Linked DNA regions of Ovis aries: region 1 is linked to region 2. The links are chromatin contacts, called in public Hi-C maps. All regions are on one chromosome and are shown on one strand. Each heading gives the region's core, a stretch centred on a gene start, on an enhancer-like site or on the middle of the called end of the contact. The rest is flanking DNA. Distances are from core to core; before and after follow the strand shown. Region 1 overlaps HMGN1 (high mobility group nucleosome binding domain 1). Region 2 holds the start of BRWD1 (bromodomain and WD repeat domain containing 1).

Region 1 (6,170 bases), core at 711-3,210, 40 kb before region 2:
AAACTGTGAAACATTCTGAAAAAGATGGGAATACCAGACCACCTGACTTGCCTCTTGAGAAACCTATATGAAGGTCAGGAAGCAACAGTTCCAACTGGACATGGAACAGTAGACTGGTTCCAAATAGGAAAAGGAGTACATCAAGGCTGTATACTGTCACCCTCCTTATTTAACTTCTATGCAGAGTACATCATGAGAAACGCTGGGCTGGAAGACACACAAGCTGGAATCAAGATTGCCAGGAGAAATATCAGTAACCTCAGATATGCAGATGACACCACCCTTATGGCAGAAGGTGAAGAGGAACTAAAAAGCCTCTTGATGAAAGTGAAAGAGGAGAGTGAAAAAGATGGCTTAAAGCTCAACATTCAGAAAACAAAGATCATGACATCTGGTCCCATCACTTCATGGGAAATAGATGGGGAAACAGTGGAAACGTGTCAGACTTTAATTTTTTGGGCTCCATAATCACTGCAGATGGTGACTGCAGCCATGAAATTAAAAGATGCTTAATCCTTGGAAGAAAAGTTATGACCAACCTATATAGCATATTCAAAAGCACAGGCATTACTTTGCCATCAGAGGTCCGTCTAGTCAAGGCTATGGTTTTTCCAGTAGTCATGTATGGATGTGAGAGTTGGACTGTGAAGAAAGCCTCAGCGACGAAGAATTGACGCTTTTGAACTGTGGTGTTGGAGAAGACTCTTGAGAGTCCCTTGGACTGCAAGGAGATCAGCCCTGGGATTTCCTTGGAAGGAATGATGCTAAAGCTGAAACTCCAGTACTTTGGCCACCTCATGCAAAGAGTTGACTCACTGGAAAAGACTGATGCTGGGAGGGATTGGGGGCAGGAGAAGGGGACGACCGAGGATGAGATGGCTGGATGGCATCACTGACTTGATGGACGTGAGTTTGAGTGAACTCCGGTAGTTGGTGATGGACAGGGAGGCCTGGCGTGCTGCGATTCATGGGGTCGCAAAGAGTCGGACACGACTGAGCGACTGAACTGAACTGAATTGAGTGGTTTCGAAAATTCACTTCTACAAAGAGCAGCCTCATTCTTTTTCGCAGTAGCTCATTATTCCACTATGTGAAAGTGTCACAGTTTATCTGGAGCTCTTCAGTGGTGGACCTTCAGTCTGTTTTCAGTCTTGTTTCTTCCTCTCCATGAATTTCAGTTAACACTGTTCTGATTAGAAACTTCTTCTGCAGTAACTCAAGTGGTCCTTACAAGCAAAATTTTCTTATTCAGTAAAGAAACTGGGTAACGTGCTCTCACTGGTTCCCAGCTGACTCCCAGCGTGAAGCTCTTTTTCCCACCTCAGAAAGGTAGTTGGGTCAGGAAGTGGTTAAAAAACAAGCAAGAACTGGGTGGGCGTTCCTGCCCTTTCACTTCAGGGCAGGAGAGGATCGGCCGGCCAAGGGATCTGAGAGTGGGTCTGCGCGTTCTCGGCTTGGTGGATGTCGGCATTCAGACGCCCACTGAGCTCCTGAGACGAACCGCCAGTACCCCCAGCCCCTCAAAGAACGGACGACTTTTTTAAAAAGCTATACGAAAAGACTCGACCAGGGGAACCCGGTAGGGAATCCAGCGCCGTCGCAAAGATCCACGCCTGCGCAGTGGCGCTCCGCGCGGACTTTCCTTCCCACGACCTTCCATCCAGCGCCTGCGCGTTAAGACCTGCTCTCCGCAGGCCAGCAAGACTGTAAACCTAGTAGATAGCTTTTCTTACGGACTGAGGTGGGGAAAATTGGTTCGTAGTTAAACCCGTTGTCTCTCCCTTCCCATTCTGTGACCTATAAACCTTTCGACCCAACTGCCCCTACAGAGAAGGGACTCTAACATCGGGGCTTGCCTGGCGCTGGCTGGCGACCAGGTAGCCCGGAGGGTTGTGGGTGGGCACACCCGGAGACCACGTGGCGGGCGTCCGCCAATCAGCGCGCAGACCGCACTTTGCGGCTCGGCTTCAAACAAACTACCGTGAGGCGAGAGCGGCCTTTGGGGCCCCGCCCCCTCGCCTGGGTCTGGGGCCCCGCGAGACGGTGGGCGGGTGGGGGCGCCGAGAGCGGGGGCGGGGCGCAGTGGTCGAGTGACGGCCGGCCTCACCTATTCGGGGTGCGGGCCGCAGAGCGGTGGACCCCGCAGCCAATGGGCGGGGGCGAGGGCGAGGGGCGGCCCGGCCGGCGGGGAGGGGGAGCCCGCGGCCGGGGGACGCGGGGGGAGGAGGGGGCGGGCTCCCAATCCGGTTCCATCCGGTTCTCCCACCACCCCCGCCGCGGGTCCCAGCAGCTCGGGCGGCGGGAGGAGCGGCTGCGGTCAGGCTACTCAGCTTCGCGAAGGCTCTCGGCGCGCCGCGGCCCTCAGGCACACGGCTCTCGCCCGCCCCGTCGCCACGATGCCCAAGAGGAAGGTGAGTAGTGGCCGCGTCCCGCACACGCCCACTCCGCCGCCCGGCCGTGCCCAGAGCCCCGTGAGGCCCAAGCCCCCCGCTTCCTCTGCATCGCGGGGCCGGGGAAGCGGCCGGACTTGCGGCGGACGGGCGGGAGGGCCAGCGCACGGCGGCCTCCGTGCCGCGTTCTGGAACGTTCGGCAGCCCGAGGAGCCGGGTGCGAGATTCGAACGCGGCGGCGGGAATCCGCTGACGTCACGCGGCCGGGCATTGTTCTCGCGCGCAGACGGGCGCGGGGCGCGCGGGCACTTTTGTTCACGGGCTGTGCCCACTCGCCCTCTTTTTTCTCCCGCAGGTCAGCTCCGCCGAGGGGGCGGCGAAGGAGGAGGTAAGACCACGTTCCGCTCCCGGGGGTGGGCTAGGTTTGCTCCGCACCGCGCATTCCTTGCTCATTTTCCTTTTTTCTCCCAAAGCCCAAGAGGAGATCGGCGAGGTTGTCAGCTGTAAGTAAAGCGAGCCCCCTAACCTTTCTTTTCCGTGGGTTCGAACCTAGGGAAGAAGCTCAGTGTTACCTTTGTCTTTCAGAAACCGGCTCCTGCGAAAGTGGAAACGAAGCCAAAAAAGGCGGCGGGAAAGGTAGGTTTCAGACTCAGCCTTTAGAGATCATGGTGTCTTTGAATTGTTGCAGGTCTCTAACGGTTACTGCTGGCAACGGAGGTCTTAACTTTGAGACTGCAAATCAACCACAGTTTAGTGTCACAGTCTGCTGAAAAGTGGTCGGAGGGTTATTTTATTTACCACTTTAGTTTTATGTTATAATAACTTCAGTAAACAGTGCCTTTTTTCAGCTCAGTGGCGTCCGACTCTTTGCGACCCCATGGACTGCAGCATGCCAGTCTTCCCTGTCCATCACCAGCTGCCTTTTTTAGTATGAGTAAAATTCAGTGAATGTAGTCATCATTCTGGCTGATGGGAGTATAACGTATCACATTAGTGCTGCTCCAGAATTTGGGAAATTTAAGACGACTGAAAATATTGAAGAATAACTTTCACTCACCAGGGTAATAAATTCTTTGTGTTGTGTATGTTATGGTTAATGGTTCCCTTTTGGTGGTTCTCTGTTGCATGTTTGGCCTTCCTATTCTGAGTAAGAAAAGCTAGGACTGAGGTCAGGAGATGTGGACTGTTTTAAGTTTTTGCATGTGAGATTCGCAAAGCAATGTAGGGGATTATATCTTATGTGCAGGGGGAGATCAAAAATTATGTTCTGAGAACATTCCTTTTCTAAGATTATTTTGTATAGTTTATGAAAGTTCTCTAAATTGTTTTATCCTGACATTCTTTGAGATGATCGTAAATAATGTTGCGCTGAAATAGATTCCTGATTGCTTTATTCACACGGAGGGTGATTGGGTAGTTGTTGGATATTTGTATTTTGAAAATCTAAGTTGGAACAGCAAAATAACGTGTACATCATTTGTGACTCTTTGGATCTAGCATTGATACCACCCTCTAAAGCTCTTCTTTGTTCTTCAGGGGAGATTCGTGGTGTGATTAATTTCTGTTAACTCAAAACATAGGTGAAAGTTTGCTATTAGAAGCCTCTTCTCCCCTCAGTCTTCATTGTTATCTCCCCTTTCCTAAGAGTATAGGTGAAAGCTAAATACTGAATAATACCAAAAAATTTTCCTTTGTCTTTAAACATTGTACAGAGCTGAGTGTAAAAATTACAGCGTTTTTCCAGTAGAAAGTTGTTTTGTGATCTTTTTAAAGTGGATTTAAAGAAGGTATAGGTGTAGTAGGCCAACTTGGAATTTCTCAGACCTGAAAATGAATTCCATACGAAAAATCAGTAAAGGGAAACTTCATGAATGCAGGGAAAATAGTAGATCTTGTTGGAAAATATCCACTTGTAAAGTATACTATTACTACTCGTCTTTTATTATTTACTTTTTCAATAAACCAATTGGCTAAAATGCTATGCCTGTTTTCTCTTACATCTTTTTTATTTACCTGTCTCTGTTTTGATCTGTCCTAAAAGTTTGGGGTTTTATTTATTTATTTATTTTTAATGAAAACAGTTCAGGGACTTCCCCAGTGGTAAGTTTAAGACTCTTGAGTTCCCCATGCAGGGGACCCCAGATCGATCCCTGGTCAAGGAACTGAAATTCCACACGGTGCACAGTCTGGCCAGAAAGAAAAAAGTCAAATTTTACTATCAGTTGGCATTTGGGGCCATCGGGTGTAATTAACGTTTCTCTTCTTCCCTTTCAGAGGCCAACAGGTAAGTTTTCACATGTTCCTTGAGAAACAAACCTGTCCGCTCAGTTTCCAAAAGGAAAAGTGATGGGAAAAGGGAGAAGTTTTTTTTTCTCTTTAATTTTAATAATACTGGTCTTCATGATTGATCCACTTTAAAGCCTTAAACAGAAGGTAAAGCTTTTGGTGTATTGATTACCATGCTACAGACATGTAGATTTATTTTGTTTCATCTTGATTTCCAGCTGTTAGTAGTTAAAAGTGATATCTCAGTCTAGGCTGTTATCCATTTAAGGTTTTATATTTTTATGTTGCTCTGATAGCAGTTATGAAATTAATGAGAAATCTAAAGCAATCAGATTGTTAAAGAATTATTTTTAAATGCAGAAAGTATTGTGACACTTCATGGTGTGTCTGTATGTAGCAGTGTTGCCCCAAATATGCTTGTTATTAGATAATTTATTGTTTATTCTAAAGATACTCAGTTGCTAGTGGTTGACTTGCTGTCTTGTATGGAATGCCACTATTGGCACAGAATCCATTCCACTGATCCCCTGCTCCCTTAGCATTAAAGTTGTAAGGTCTTCTGTATCTTTGTGGCTATTTAATGCAAATATTGGTCAGTATTATGCAACTCACTGGTGACTTTACTTAATTTGGCTGTTAGAACTATTCTCTACTTACAGGAAATAAATATTTGTTAGATTTCTCCTTCCCCACTGGTGGATAGTATCCAGAAATACTGTTGTATATTATTTTAAAGTGGCATAACCTTTGAAAGTCTTTTATCATCATATACCTGTGCGTTTTCAGATACTTCATACACCTAAATGAAATTATAAACTCGATCTTTTTAGCTGTTGATTATATATCAAGGGACTAACTGTAGCAGTATAGTCAATCTGACCTTACAACATGGTGCTTTTCTCAGGTGAATCCTCGGGACAGTGGTTATTTGACAGTTTGATTGTTGTTCCCACTTAAAAGAAGTTTGGGGGTGGGTAGGGTTACAAGGGCTGGGAGAGAGACCTCCAAAAATTCTTCAGTTTGTCTGTTCTCTCCTGTGGAACTTCAGAGAACAGTGGAGAAGGGGAGTTGCTAAGGCTTTAGATGTAATTATCTTGAGTCTGATGAGGCTTGGTATACAGGTGCTGTTAGGACCTCAGCATGATTTGTGGTCCTGTTTGCTGGGGGCTGACCTTGAAGTGTGTTCTGTAACTCAAGACTGATAAGTAGCAGCACTAACATTGCAGCTATGGTGGGGACAACTCCTAGCAAGTCAGAAAATGTTGCTAAGTGCAGAGGTGATACTTAAATATACTCTTACTCTTATCACAGGATAAATCTTCAGACAAAAAAGTGCAAACAAAAGGGAAAAGAGGAGCAAAGGGAAAACAGGCGGAAGTGGCTAACCAGGAGACTAAAGAAGACTTACCTGCAGAAAATGGAGAGACTAAAAACGAGGAGGTCAGGAGTGTGTGTGTGATTAATTTTGACTCTGAACAGAGGATAATGCAGCAG
Region 2 (6,188 bases), core at 3,210-5,709:
ATGCTGACACGGTGCCTGCAGTACTGGTTCCTGCTAGTTGAAATGAAGGGCTTCCCAGGTGGCTCAGTGCTAAAGAATCTGCCTGCCAGTGCTGGAGACAACAGTTCAATCCCTGGGTCAGAAAGATCCCCTGGAGAAAGAAATGCCAACCCACTCCAGTATTCTTGCCTGGGAAATCCCATGGACAGAGGAGCCTGGCGGGCTACAGTCCATGGGATCGCAAAATAGTCGGACACAACAGAGTGACTAAAACAAGCTGAAACTAAATTCATTTAACTATTTGCATTAACACATTGAAATTAGAACTAGAATGTAAATAATTTTCTTTGTATAATCTCCACTGCTCACAGACTGACCTCTGTTTTACTCTTTTAAAAGTGACTGCAACCTACTCTGACCCTCATTTTGGACCACTCTCCTATGGGAGGTGTTGGAAACAGGCTGCTTTGCTCACCGTATTCCAGATGTGCTTTTCACACTTCATGCCTTTGTGGCTCCTAAGCGGTGACTTGGAAGGCCCCATCACATTTTATTTTTTAAGACAAATGTGTTCTTTCTTTTTAAAGTTCTTTTAATCTTTTTGCCATACCACATGGCATCTGGGATCTTAGTACCCCTCATCCCCCAACTAGGGATCAAATCCACGCCCCCTGCATTGGTGGCCCAGGGTCTTAACTACTGGATCACTAGGGAAGCCCCTTTAGGCAAATTCTTAAACTTTCTAAGCCTCGGTTTCCTCATCCTTAAATCCAGAATAATAGAGTCTGGCTCAGACTTGTCTGTGGTGAGATCAGACACACATTATTAATTTTCAAGTTTCAGCTCTTACCTACTAGCTGTGTGCTTTTATCCAAACTCTCTGGCCCTGGCTTCCTCCTTCATGCAATGCGGCCAGGGTAGAAAGCATCTTCCAGGGGCCTGTGCTTTGTCTAAGGTAGTACTGTCCTACCAGGCTTGCAGCTATGTGCCCTTGGGCCCTCCTCAGTGTCTCTGGGCCTCGGTTTTCTTGGCTGAGGTCACTGTGAAGTGACAGTACTAGTAGCACCTGATCTTTGTGGAGATCAGTGATGCTTATTCAGGACTGAAACATCCAAGGACTAAAATGTAGTAGTTTCCTTTTAGTGGAGATGGGTGACAGCATTACAGCTGATGTCACCAGCCATTGAGATCTTCCAACCCTTGCTTATCAAGCACTTCTTCAATAATTGCTTTCCTTCAACTACTTTGAGATTCAGAAGTTCTTTCCATTACCCCCAAAACAAACCTTAGTGTGTACATTTGGAGTGGTGTGGATTCAGTTGTGTGAGACAGACATGAATCGTGCCTTGTTTGGAGACCATTTCCAGCAGTCCCTGCTATGGAGTTGCTGATGGACAGTACTTCCCCCTTTCCTCCACTTCACTGGCATAAATGGGAGTCAAATCTGGGTCTCTGTCACTTGAGAGCTGGAGGGGAGAAGATATTTTGCCTCCTGTCAGCAATTTTGCGTTTCTACTTCAAATCTAGGAATGGTGTTTGTCACAGATGTCAGAGTGAGTTGTAAAGGAACCAGTAGGGCTTGTGCAAAGGCAAACTCCTGCCATCTCTTCTGACCTCTTATTAACGGTTACCAAGTTACCTACTCCAGAACTGCAGTTTTGGACAGTGACCAGTGTTCTGGATATAAATTCTTGTAACATGTTTTGGGGGCTATCTTTTATGAGACTGCTACAAAATAAAATACACAACTGCCTGGCCATCTCTGAAAGGTGAGATTCTCTCTCCATGTTTCTGTTATTTGCTAACTTTGGTTATCTTGGAGCATCAGAGCATACTGTGCTACAGGGATATATGCACTGTAACTTCAAATAATCACACTGTCTGAGAAGGAAATGGCAACCCACTTCAGTATTCTTGCCTGGAGAATCCCATGGATGGAGGAACTTGGTGGGCTACAGTCCATGGGTCGCAAAGAGTCGGACACAACCGAGCGATTTCACTTCACTTTCACTTTCTGAGTAGTTATCCATTTTAACAATTTAGCTACCGCCTGTGTGCCATATCTCAGTTGGTGGCACAATCTTGACCCTACTAAGCCTCAAACTTGAGATTTTTATGACATTTCCTCTCATTCCACTTCAACCTCATCTTATGACTGAACCCCTTAGGTATTTCTGAAGCCATCTCTTTCTATCCTTTTAATGACTGCACTTCAATTGTTCCCTATTTTAGGGGTCTAAATGGTTTCCTGTGTTAACACTCTCAAATCTATTCTAGATGAAAAAGAATCCTATCTCGTTTAGAACCCTTTACTTGGAAAAAAAAAAAAAAAAAGAACCCTTTACTTGCTCCCAGTTTCAACTCCCCCTCCCCTGATTTTAAGTTTGATTTAATGAGTCCCATCCCACCTCCAAACTCACTCCAAGCAGTCTTACTAAACTTGAGTTCCTAAACTTGGAATGTTATTTACATTTTGGCCCTTTCCACACTAAAACTCTTCTAAAATTTCCCCCTCCTGGTGGCTCAGAGGGTAAAGAATCTGGGTACACTGCAGGAGAGCTGGGATCAATCCCTGGGTTGGGAAGATCCTGTGGATAAGGGAATGGCAACCCACCCCAGTATTCTTGCCTGGAGAATTCCAAGGGCAGAGGAGCCTAGTGGGTTACAGTCTGTGGGGTCATAGAGTCGGACACGATTGAGTGACTAACACTTTCACTTTTCTCCCCCTCCCACAGGTGGGTTAACCTCCCTTCTATCCCTGCCCTAAATCTCAGTCATTCTTTGCACCCTTTCTCCTAACAGACACTGAAATCTGGGATGGCCAAGCTGTAGCGTATTCCTTCATCTTTATGCCCATCATTTCATAGTGTTTGCTGAACCAACAGATACAAGACGCACTTGCTCAAACACGTTGGGACTATTCCCTCACAAACATGTACAAAAGCTTTTGCCACGTGGTGTGAATAAAGGCTGGCACGTCTATGGTGCCTGCTACATGCTAAGAACACAGGTTAACCCGTTATATCCTCACAACCCTATAAAGTAGGAACAAATACTTGCAGTTTACTTGTGAAGAAAACTGGCCTCGGAGGTTGTGATTTACTTAAAGTCACACACTGAATAGCCCCGCAAGGACCAGGGTTAATCCCACTCCAGGGTCTGATCTAAACCACTATCCTAACCTCTATGCTGTGAAGGTCACTCTACTGCAGTAGGAACTGGAATTTTCAGTGTCCACTCTTGATGGTTAGGTAACATCACGGACTCACTGGGCATGAATCTGAGCAAACTCCAGAAGACAGCAAAGGACAGGGGAGTCTGGTTTGCTGCAGTCCATAAAGTCGCAGAGTCGGACACGACTGAGCGACTGCAGAATAAACAACTCCTTGAGGGCAGTGTTTTGCTTCCTGCTGTTCTTCTTTAGGGCTCAGAACAGGGCCTTGGCTACGCAGAGTCAATGAATCCGCAGCCTAGAACAGCCTGAAGGAAATTTTCCGGATCCTCGTCCGCTGCCCCAGGCTCAAACCCTACTACTGCCTTCCAAGAGTAGCCTAAGTACGCAGGGCTTCCCCCTCCCCCAGGTGTCGTCTAAGGGAGTGGGCCGCTGCGTTTCTATGGCCCGTTTCCTCCCATCTCGCTTCCTATCCGGCTAAGTCATCGCCGGCCTGGACTGCCTTCCCCAATTAGCCAGGTCGACATCCTCTGCCATGTAGTGCGTTTTCTTTCACCCTTCTGGGTTTCCCCAGGACTGCGGCGGGGGGTCTCACGATTCTATCTTCTTCCTACTGCACTCAGCAACGTGGACTCTCCGTAACGTTTGCAGTACCCTCCGAACCGCAGAGGGTTAGTGTCCGAGGCCGCCCCCCTTCCCCGCCCCCGGCTCTCCCATCCTATGACTTCCCCGCATTCCTCCTCCCGTCTCCAGGCAAAGCTTCTCGGGCCAGCGTTCTACTCTTTGCAGCTGGCATGATTTTCAGTTTTAAGGGTTTCGCGTCCTCAAAGCCAGCGTTCTTTCGTGGGGGGCAAACGCACTGGCCCCCGTTGACCGTGATGTTCTTCTGACAGCCCGAAGCCGGAGACTCCGCCGCGCCTCCTGGGCCCCCGCGGCCCCGCGTCTCAGTTCTGGCTGGAAAAGCGGGAACCTGTCCCCACCCCCACCCTAGCCCCCGGCGCTGCCCCCGCCCGACCTCCGCCCCCGGCGCCAGCCCAGCCGCGCAGCCCGGCCGCCGCCTCACAATGGCCGGCCGCCGCTTCACCGCGCGCAGGGATCCCAGCCACGCGCGCTCCCCTCCCCCACCCGCCACCTCCCCGGGGCCCGACTCCTGGCTCATACAGCCTCCTCTCTGCATCCCCTGAGGTAGAGAAGAAGGCAGGCTCACTCTTCCGGGCGGGGCCCAAACGTCGTTCGTCCCTCGTCGCAGGCGGCTCCCACAGAGGAACTACTTTTTCTCCCGCGGGGGCACTACTTCGCGGAGGCGTCAGCACTGGCGGCGCGCACGGCATGGCGGCGGAGGCGCGCCTGAGGTAGAGGGACGCCGGCCCGGTCAGGCCTCGGCGCGGCCTACACGCTTTGCTCGCCCGCTCCCGCCCCAGCTCCCGCCCGGCCATGGCGGAGCCCTCGCCCGCCCGACGCCCGGTGCCTCTCATCGAGTCGGGTAAGACGCGCAGCGCCCGCGCCCTCTCCCGGCGCCCCCGCCCGGGCCCCGGCCCCCTCTCCTCCGCCGCGGTCTCCCCGTCTCCTGACTGGTCTCCCCGTTTCTCCGCAGAGCTGTACTTCCTCATCGCCCGGTACCTATCGGCCGGCCCATGTCGGAGAGCCGCCCAGGTGAGTGCGGGCCCGCGGGCGGTGGCCGCGCTCCGGGAGCCCCGGCCCCGCCGCGGCCCGGGGTCGCGGGAGGAGGGCGTCGGGTGGACCGGGGTGCGGCCCCCGCCCTCCTAACTGCGCGTCTGTCTCTTCGGCTGCAGGTGTTGGTGCAGGAGCTGGAGCAGTATCAGGTCTGTGCTTGGCGGCTTTCTCCGCGTCCCCCGCCGGCCCTGCCCGGGGGCCGCTCGTCCGGCTCCCCGGCGCCCCCGCCCCTGCCCCGCCGCCCCCCGCCCCCACACCCCTCCTGCCCTGCGCGGTGGTCAGTCGTGTGCGTCTCGGGTCTTTGCAGTTGCTGCCGAAGAGGTTGGACTGGGAGGGCAACGAGCACAACAGGAGCTACGAGGAATTGGTGAGACTTTTGACATTTCCATCCCGATGTTTCCCAGCGCCCGCCCCCCCTCCCCGCCCCCTTTTCGGGGCTCCGGCTGGAGGGACGAAGTGACAGAGCGGCGCTCGGAGGGGGCGGGCAGGCGGCCGGGGAGCCAAGGGGACGGCGGTACTTCCCCCCGTAGGTTTTGTTTTGTTTTGGGGTGGCTGGTTGGTTTGGGCAGGAAACGGCCCCGGGGGCGGCGGGGGTAGGTGGGGGCGACCCTGTTCCGCGGTTTGTGGCCGGGTGGGTCCCCAGGTGCGGTGAGTCTGGTGAGAGCCGGGGGCGCGCCACCCAGTCAGCGAGCTGCTCTCATCTGTGTTTCTTCGGATCCGGACTTGTAACTCGACCTCTGATTGGTCTTCCTCCATTTGCCCCTCCCAGATCCTCCAACCACTTGTTCCTAGGAATAGAAGCGTCTCAAAGGTGGAGAGAGGTTCCTCTCTCGGAACATTTTTCTTTCTTTTTCCCTCAGCAGAGTAATAAAAATCTTGCTGCTGTGAGACTCTGCCACTCCTCCAGTACTTTTGCCTCTCTAAACTGTGCTACACTTGTTGAGTGCCTCAGGAAACTTACTTTTATGAATTTTTAATATTGCTCTTTGCTGTGTATAACTGAATGTAGGCCCTAACGATGCAGCTTCTCTTGCTGGAGCACCAGTAACATGGATTACAGTTCTCTTTTCATTGTACTTTGTCATCTTTTTTAGTTGCTCTCACAGTATATGATTTGGTTTGAGCCACTTTTTAGTCCTTAATGAAATTAAGTATTTCTCAGGAAAATTTTTTTCTGACTTGTGTTAGGACAAAGGATTTTCTTTAGTTGCATATTCAGCGTCTTGTACGTGCAAAACAGCTGAGAGAAAAAGAGCTGAGTGATCTTTTACCGCAGTTCTAACAACTGCAAGTAGAAGTAGGCGTTAATATAGAATAACATCACCATTCTTAAATTATATAAAAGAACAGAAATAGAAGGATT

Evidence for each region. A called contact is a pair of places that touch in the nucleus more often than the background predicts.
Region 1: a contact with region 2 is called in a Hi-C map of liver, with 1.7 times the contacts expected there. The contact joins the enhancer-like site here to the promoter of BRWD1 in region 2. A contact is called at or near these places in 3 of 16 Hi-C or Micro-C datasets (hypothalamus, liver and muscle).

What each region holds. Positions count from the first base shown.
Region 1 is chr1:260,148,676-260,154,845 of ARS-UI_Ramb_v3.0, reverse strand. It overlaps HMGN1 (high mobility group nucleosome binding domain 1), which reads left to right. Exons shown (of 8, transcript XM_027963980.2): 3 at 1,987-2,411; 4 at 2,746-2,778; 5 at 2,864-2,893; 6 at 2,976-3,026; 7 at 5,988-6,116. Among named protein-coding and RNA genes, the nearest start is that of HMGN1, 9.7 kb to the left of the region's middle. Within about 2 kb of position 1,960, at least 47 of the 54 cell types and tissues checked have an H3K27ac peak or open chromatin away from gene starts, as enhancers often do. A contact at or near this core is called in hypothalamus, liver and muscle, where this site is marked.
Region 2 is chr1:260,111,039-260,117,226 of ARS-UI_Ramb_v3.0, reverse strand. It overlaps BRWD1 (bromodomain and WD repeat domain containing 1), which reads left to right and starts at 4,459. Exons shown (of 42, transcript XM_027960640.3): 1 at 4,459-4,634; 2 at 4,746-4,804; 3 at 4,945-4,974; 4 at 5,133-5,192. The coding sequence starts at 4,586.